2 separate regions of the Pan troglodytes genome follow, and region 1 is linked to region 2. A link is a contact called in public Hi-C data. All regions are on one chromosome and are shown on one strand. The core of a region is the stretch at or near the end of the contact, and the rest is flanking DNA. Distances in the headings are between cores, read along the strand shown.

Evidence for each region. A called contact is a pair of places that touch in the nucleus more often than the background predicts.
Region 1: a Hi-C map of stem cell-derived neural progenitor cells shows a contact between it and region 2, with 5 times the contacts expected there. The contact joins the promoter of LHX2 here to the enhancer-like site in region 2. A contact is called at or near these places in 1 of 7 Hi-C or Micro-C datasets (stem cell-derived neural progenitor cells) and 1 of 1 datasets of contacts at active chromatin or transcription factors (stem cell-derived excitatory neurons).

Annotation. Positions count from the first base shown.
Region 1 is chr11:14,443,933-14,448,221 of NHGRI_mPanTro3-v2.0_pri, forward strand. It overlaps LHX2 (LIM homeobox 2), which reads right to left and starts at 1,444. Exons shown (of 5, transcript XM_016961627.3): 1 at 581-1,444. The coding sequence starts at 700. It overlaps LOC134807629 (a long non-coding RNA gene), which reads left to right and starts at 3,585. Exons shown (of 2, transcript XR_010148569.1): 1 at 3,585-3,983.
Region 2 is chr11:14,063,123-14,067,038 of NHGRI_mPanTro3-v2.0_pri, forward strand. All of the region lies in intron 5 of PSMB7 (proteasome 20S subunit beta 7), which reads left to right. Among named protein-coding and RNA genes, the nearest start is that of PSMB7, 25 kb to the left of the region's middle. Within about 2 kb of position 1,964, at least 4 of the 24 cell types and tissues checked have an H3K27ac peak or open chromatin away from gene starts, as enhancers often do. A contact at or near this core is called in stem cell-derived neural progenitor cells, where this site is marked.

The DNA.
Region 1 (4,289 bases), core at 194-2,693, 380 kb after region 2:
CAGGCCGGAGCCTGAACTCCCAGCCCTGGCCTGGCTAAGTCTGACCAGTCAAGGGTCTGGGGACGCGATCAACGACAAATGTTGGCGCCGAAGACTTCGGCCTCTGAAACCACGCTGGGGGTTGAGGAGGATCCCCGATTGCCGGAAAGCTGGGAGCGGCCCAAGCCGGCTGGAGCTCCAATGCTCCCAGCTGGTTCGCCCTTCCCTGGCGCCGCTTGCGGCGCCGCCAGCAACCGGAGCCGAGAGGTGGAGGAGAGCGCGGGGCTGTCGACCCCGGCACCGGGCAAGGTGAGAAGGGAGCCGCCCCGGGCCGCGGATGGGACTTCGCTTCCAGTTCGGAAGAAACGCTCTCCTCTACCCCCAGGGCCGAGATTTCGGTTTCAACCTTGTTTCCCTTCTGCGTCCCAGCAGCCGGGTTTCCCCCGAACCGGGAGCCACCGGCCTTGCATTCTGACCGAGGATCCCCAGCACCCAGTCCCGTGCGGCACGAAGGACGCTCCCCAAACTTCGGGGAGCAGAGGCGCTGACTGGCCCGGCCCCATCCCAGCTCTCAGCCCCGACCCCACAGCCGCGCGCCTACCGTCTCGGTGTCGCCGCGGTCGATGGCGGAGCTGATGGCGGGAGCCTCGCTCTTGGCCCTGCGGTCCATCTCGTCGATGACCCCGTGCACCTCGGGGCCCGACAGACTGTGGAACAGCATCGCGGCGGGACCGGCGGGGCCGGGGGCGCGGCTCCTCCGAGGGAGGGCTTGCCCCCCGCCTCAGCTGCCTGGCGCTCCTGGCGCTAACGGGCCCGGTGCATCGCCACCGCGGCCCCGGCCCCGCCCGAGCTCGGCTGAGCCCCCAGGCCGGGCTCCGGGCCCCGGGCGCTCGCGGGGCAGGACGCCTCCCGCCGAGGCGCGGGGGCAGCTACATTGCGGGGCGCCTGGGCGACGGCGCCAAAGCCAGGGTCACAAGGGCACGGGACAAGCGGGGCGGGGGGAGCAGGAGACTAGGGCAGAGGTCGGCGCCCGCCGCGGGCGCTTTCACGCCGCGGGCATCGCCCGCCCGGCTTCAGCGCCCGGGGCGCAAAGCAAGGGCGCAAACTCTGCCCGAGGCGGCGACGGCTGCGGTCGGGGTTCACCCAGAAGCTGCTAGGTGTCCGCGGCGGCCCAGCTGCCTGGACCCCTCCCCTCCCTGGCGTGCGCCCCCAGCCCAAGGCGACCCTCTTGGGCGCTGAGTCGGCGACTGGAGTAGGGGTTTCTCCGAAGCCTGCGAGCCGAGTCGAGCCACCGGGAGAATTGAAGAGGAGGAGGAAGAGGAGGAGGAGGAGGCGGAGGAGGAGGTGGAGGAGGAGAAAAAAGAGGAGGAGCAGAGTGGGAGGAGGAGCCGCCGGCCGCGGGCCCAGCCGCGCGCAATGCTCTCCAAGCGCGCGCCTAGCCCAGCCCCGGCTCTGCAGTCCGCGCCAGCGCAAGCCTCCGCGCCTTTTCTACAGCCGCGCCTGACATCACGTCCTGCCGCCGTGCCATTGGCCGCTCGGCGCCCCAGGCCCTGGCAGCGCGTGCTCCGGGAAGGCGGGAGACCCAAGAGGGAGGGGAGAGGCAAGAGGAGCAGAGGAGAGTCGAGATGGTGGGAGCTGGTGGGCGAGGCTGGAGGGCGGGGGTGGGAGGGAGGCAGGGAGGAGGGAGAGCGCGGGGTTTGGAGTTTTTAAGATACGAACAGCTTCCTGCGATATCTTCAGAAAGGAAAATTAAACCCTCTATCCTAAGAAGGCGCAGCAAGGGGATGCTCGTCTCACTGCGGTCTCCCTTCGGCCTGGAGCCGCGGCCTCAGGCACCCGCCTGGGAGGCCCGGGAAGGCAGGCCTGTGGCAGAGTTGCAAGAGCCTTCGGCCGGCCGTTTCCCATCGAGCTCCGCCTTCGGCCCGGGCTCTGCACAGCGGGCTGCAGGCGGCCGTGCAAGCCTCCTGGGTACCCGGCAGAGCCTGAGTGGCGAGACCGGCGAGAGCTGTGACTCCCGGGGAGGGGGGCCAGCCAGCATATCCACGCTCCAAGCCCGCTAGGGCCCAATCTGCAGCCCAGCATGTAGCTTCTCGCTCTTCCCGGTCTCTCCCCAGCCTGGAAGAGTGGGGGCGAGCATGGCTTTAGGAACTCAGAAAGGCCAGGGTTCGAATCCTAGCTCTGCCATTTACATGCACTGTAACCTTAGGCAGTGACTTATCCTCCCTTAGCCTGTTTCTGACCTTTATAATGGGCGACAAGAAGCTCTCCTCCGCATGGACGTGATGATTGAAAGAGACTGTGGATGTAAAATGCCTGGAACATAGTAGGCACTTAGCAAATTGTTTCATCACTCCCTCTTGCTCCTTTTCCATTAAAAACTTTCTCACTCCAAGACACATTCGATATCAGTGAGGTTCTTAAAAACCACAGGCCTATTCTCTGCCCACTGGGCACACCATGTCTCAGACCCCGCTGATGGCGCGAGTCCTCCTTACCCGCCTGGCTGCACCACCTCCCCAGGGGCCAACAAAGTAGCGTGCTGGGTAAATCCCAACTGCTACCCCCAGCCTCCAGGTTTCAGGCTCACCCTAGAGTCTCCTGGGGACTGGAGGGAAATACCCAGGTGTCTGGTGGGGGAGGGATTTAGGAAATAAAATGATTGTAGACAAAAACTGAATAAGCACTTCGGTTACAGAGTCCCATCTGGGTCTGCTTCGGAGGCAGGTTTGGCTCCGTCTAATAGGGACAAGGCGGGTGTCAGTCTGAAATGACTTGTTTGCCAGGACAGGTAAGGGGATAGTCAGGACCTGCGGTTTACCTCACAGGGTACAGAGTTGAGGCATGAAATCATGTTTTTCACGTGTGTAAGTAACTTTCACACACAAATATATGTGTGCACAAATATATGTATGCGTGTAATGCCCAAGCACATGAACTTGTGTTCATGTGTGCAAATACACATGTTTATCTCTGTTGGCAATAACACAGCCAGCACGAATTTTATCTCTGTTGGCAAAATCACAGCCAGCACCACTGTAGAGCTAGGGTCTTACACATGCGCATCAGGTGTAAGTGTCTAGAGCTGGAAAGAAGGATGCAACTGCCAAATGGTAAATTGCACGTTATACCTGCACTTGCGTGCTCAGGCGATTCTACTTAAATCACTGCAAGTGCTCCTACGAGGTCGTTTTGCATATTTGAAAAAACTTGAAGTTACAATCATATGTGTATATTCTGCATGTGTACAGATGCCCCAACGCGAGGGAAGGACCACTAAACCCAAAGACGCGCGTGCCCCTGTGTTCACACAGACGTGTGCTTCGGCGCCTGCACACGGCCGGCGCGCAGGCATGCGGACGCCTACACGAATACATAGGCATGTTTTATTGACGCATCTGGGGCACTTTCTTTCAAAGAAAGTAAGGAATGAAAATCCAATCTGAGAGTCACCAGGGTTCATCTGGAGGTCGCCCAAGGGGTAGAAAAAATTTGTAATGACGCTAGAGTGTTTGTCCTTGGTGCAACTCCACTCCCGGGAGGGCTGGATACAATACGTTTGGAAAGCTCGAGGGGCTGCCTTAGGATCTGGGGGCGGGGGGTGGGGTACTCAGCAACTCTTGCCGCGGGCTGCTCAAGAAACGTGGAAACACACCCTGCGACTTTCCACTCCCCCATACATATAGGCACGCGATTCCGTCGCCACCTCTCGGACCAGCAGCCCACGTCCAACGCTGGGCCGACCCCAGATACACAGGCAGTCGGGATTCCCGCCCGGTGCGCTTGTCTATTCATCCCTCTGCGTCAGGCTGGGACGCGCTCCGTCTGTAAAAGGCTCAAACGCATCTCCCGCCGCGGGGCGGGATCTAGGGGCCCAGGCCCCGGGGTCCAGAGGCGGGTAACTTTGCTAATCTCCCCCAGCGGCGGGGAATGTCGCGCAACCGCTGAGCCCTGTCCGCCGAGACTAAACAAGCAGAGGAACAGGCTGTAAACACACATCCTGACACGTGAGTGACATTTACGCGGTGCGAGAAGCTGCAGCCAAGGGAAAGGCAAGGGGTGGGGGGAGCGGGCACCTACAGGTACGGAACCTTCGCAGGCGCCGGAAACGGCGGCCCCTCGACCTCCCCCTCCCCCCGAAAGTGGCAACGAATCCCTAAGTCCCCCGAACCTGCCTTTTGTGGGAGGTGACAGGTGAACGGAATTCAGGTCTGGCCACTCTCGCCGCTGCCTACCTCCCCACCATCTGCTTCCTCGCAGACAAGCAGACCCGGCGCATAATGAGGTAGCAGCCTCCAGCCGGCCACCGTGAC
Region 2 (3,916 bases), core at 714-3,213:
ACCTTGGCAGGCCATGGTGGCAAACAGGTCCTTGGCTGCTTAAAATGGACCGCTCTTTAGCAGAAGGAGCAGCTTTTTTTCCTGAGACGATCTGGTTAAATTGATTTGGGAAAAAGCAGTAGAAATCCATTTCCTGCTGCCTCTCATAACTTCATGACTTTGAGAAAGAAATTCTGAAGACCTCTGTTTCCATGAAAGCTGCCAACCCTGGGACTTGCTGAGAGTGATTGTATAAAATAGCTGCCTGGAGGACCAGGACCTTGTCGGGGAGGAATTTCATCAGCCAGCTTTTCTTGAACTTTCAGTGTCCCCAGCATTTTGCTTTACACGCGCCATCTTGTGTAACCCTCAGAGCCACCCTTTGAGGAAGGCACCTCCTGTCCCCTGCCTCTTGTGCGGGGAAGGAACCTAGTTCAGTAGGGCTGCTGTGCCCCTCGGTTTCCGGTTGCATCATTCACGTTGTGCTTGATGCAGTTGCTTGTGCCTCCTGGAGCAACTTTGGCAGCTTTGCAGAGCTCGGAGTGATGTGCCCAGCTAGGGAGCGCCAGGGCCGGGCCACCTCTTGTGCCTCTTGGTGTTCCCAGAGCCTGCTGCTGCTGCGTGGGCACCTGGGAATGGGTTGTTTGAAGAAAGAGTGGGAAGTTGCCCTTCTGAAGAGTGCATGAGCTTGAGAACCCATGCTTCAGAATAGGACCTAGATTTAAAGCTTGGCTCCGCTTCTCATTGACTCTTGCCATGGGCAAACTATTTGGAACCAATTGAGTCTCAATTTCCTTGTCTGTAAAAGGGCCAAATACTCCCAGTACTTGAGTTCAGGGTCCAGGACCTAAGACCGTCAATGAATGTTTTCCCCTTCTGCAGTTTGAGAGTTAGTGAGCACCTTATTAGAAAAAGTAGATTTCTACCTTTCAGGTCCTTCCTAGCTTTTGACTTAGAAGCAGCAGGTTTTAGGAAATTATTTCAGTCTTTTACTGTTTCTTTAGCATATCTAATAACATAGATTATAGAATTGCTAAATTTGTTGAGTATTTTAGTGAACTCTGACATAGAAAAATAACACGTTTAAATGTACAGAACAAGTAAAAGCAATATCTAGATTGTAAAATTTCAGATTTCATCCTGAATTGGATTGTTCGCTCAGAAAAAGTTAGTTTCAAAGTGAATTACTAATCCTGGTAAGCTAAGATCGAAACACCTTCAGAGGTTTTAGAAAATGGAGACTAATTTTAGGTTTTTTTTTTTTTTTGAATGAGGCTATTTTAAAATAAATGCTGTTATAACAGATACTTGAGTGGCATTGCTAAACAGTGAATGGCATATGTTTAATCATTTAAAACATTTAACTAAATTCCAGTCTCATTTGAATTTCCAAGCAAAACAACACAAATTAACTATATCCAGATGTGTGTGGTAATCGTTGAGCTGAAATCTAAAGAAGAAGCAAGTTTGAAAGCATGCTTTTTTGGGGTGGGGAGCTAAGAAAAGATAGCTCCATCTCCCAGGCTTACTTGCTAATCTTGATTTCAAGCATTTGGCTTTGCTATTTAAGAGGCAAACGTGGTGGAATGGAAAGAACATCGCACACTTTAAATTCAGAAAGATCTGGCTTCAGAATCCCAGATTTGCTTATCACTGGCTGTGTGATCTGGGCATGTTCCTTATCTTTGAGCTTTATTCTCCTTTTGTAAAATGGGACTACTACTACTTGCCATGCCTGAAGAGCAAACAAAACTGATGTGACTGTGCTGTGAAAGTTCTTAAGTACCGTGTGCATCTGTTGTAGTTTGTTCAGTGCTGTGTTTGCCAAGAGTACACTTCTGGATAAGTGGGGTCTAGCCCCATGCTGAAACGCTCAGAGGACTTCATTATTAAGATGATTGTATCTCTAAGACGGTCCTAAGGAAGCCCTCCTAAGGACGGTAGGCAGGAGAGACATGGTGTATTTGTTTGTGATGATTGATTGCTGTTGTTCTTTGGGTCTGTTGACTCATGCATGGATTGACCTTTAGGCCCTTGTATACAAATGTAAGGAATAAGCTGCCTGCTGCTGCTGTTACACGGAGACTGTGACAGCTAGCAAAGTCTTGGTCTTTTGCTTGTTTTTTCCCTCCCCTCACAATGTTGGATTTTCTCCAATTTTTTATACCTTAAAAAATTGCTATTAATGCCTGCACTTTGAAGAAAAATTTAAAAATACAAGTAAACAAAAAGAAAATAGCACCACCCAGAAATAGGCTTAATATTTTGATTTATGTGCTTCCAGGTTTGTATAATATATAGTGCATAAGCATGTCTGTTAATTTTGCTTTAGAACATGTTTTTCCCCCACTAAATACTATAGCATGGATATCTTCCCATTGCCAAAAAAATGTACTTCTACTTTGTCATGTTTAATGTCTGTGTGTACAGTATTTTATTGTTTATTTTCCCTGGCTCCTGATTGTTGAACCTTTACATTTACTTCCAGGTATTTTTTTTCCCCCCTTTAATCTAAACAATGATCTTTTAAGATACGTGACTTGGGTACTTGTCCATGTGTTTCTTTAGAATAAGCCCCTAAGAGATTTGCTGGTTTGGTGGGTATGTATAGCTGTATGATTTCCAATCGATGTTTCTACATTGCCCATTAGAAGAGTTCTATCCATTTCTGCTTCTCCAAGTGTGTCAGAGTACCCATTTGATCACACCTTTGTCAGCACTATTATTCTTTTTAATCTTTGCTAATTAAAAAGGCAAAAGGTAGTTATTTTACTTCAATTCATATTTCTTTGATTGCTAGTGAACTTGGTCAGTGTTGCTTAATGTATGTAGGCCTCTACCTTTTCTCTTTCGTAAACTACTGTCTTCTCTGTTGGAGTCTTGATGTATTTATCTGTGAGCTCTTTTTAGTTATTAATGTTCTGCATGTTGCATGTATTTTTCGGAGTTTCAGGGCTTTTATTTTACATTCTTAAAGGAGCTAGTAATTTTGTTTATAAGCCAGTGGGCCTGCTATTATAAGATGTTTCATTTTAACAGACTGGCTGGAGGTGTGGTCCTTGTGGAACTGGTGCTTGGGACTCCTTCTTCTGGGGCTCAGCAGATGTGGGTGACAAGAGGGTCTGTGGGTGAGTCCGGCCCTGACAGAGCTGGGAAGCAGGCCAGGTGCTCTTTCCAGGACTCCACAGGGCGTTGGTTGCAGGAGGAGCTTTGAATGAGGACCTAGCTGGAGCAGCTGTGGAGTGTCTGCAGTGGATGGGGGAGTGCCCTGCAGGTGAAAGGGAAAGAGACATTTGTCCTCCCTGCCTCCCTGTCTCTCCACAGCCCGGCTTCTTGGTGGGTTGGGGTGGCGGGTGTTGAGCAGGGTGTGTAGGTGGGCTTGGGGGAGGGCAGTGGATGCAGGAGGTCAGTCTGAGGGGACTAGGTAGCCATCATAGTGTCCTCACTTATATTCACCTAAGTGCTGGTCACTGAATTGCACCTTGTTTTTCTGTTTTAAAGAGCTTTGTTCTGGAAGCAATACTGGGTACTCAGTAACCGTGGGTGTGCTGAAAAGGCAGGCTTGGTGAAGGTTGCTAAGGAGCAGCTTCATGGAAACTACTGATGAGACCGAGAGCGTCAGTAGTATTAATATAGTGCAGAAATCCAGGAAAGGCCGTTCACTCCTGTGATATCACAGCGGTTTGGACTGGACTAGGACATATAACAGGACTTGGTTTTGCGGTTTTTAAGGCCCTTTTTCCTTTTTGAAAATTGAACTGGCTCTACACTTGAGTTTGTCTTATATTCAGCCTAGTATGGTAAACTAGGCGATAAATATTGCTTTACACCTTATCCAGGCATTTACTGCTATCCTCACGCCTTCAGGGGCAGCTTAGAGTTTTTTTTGGCTCCCTCATTTGGGTAGTTGGCCTCACTTTTAGTGCAGCTTAATTCA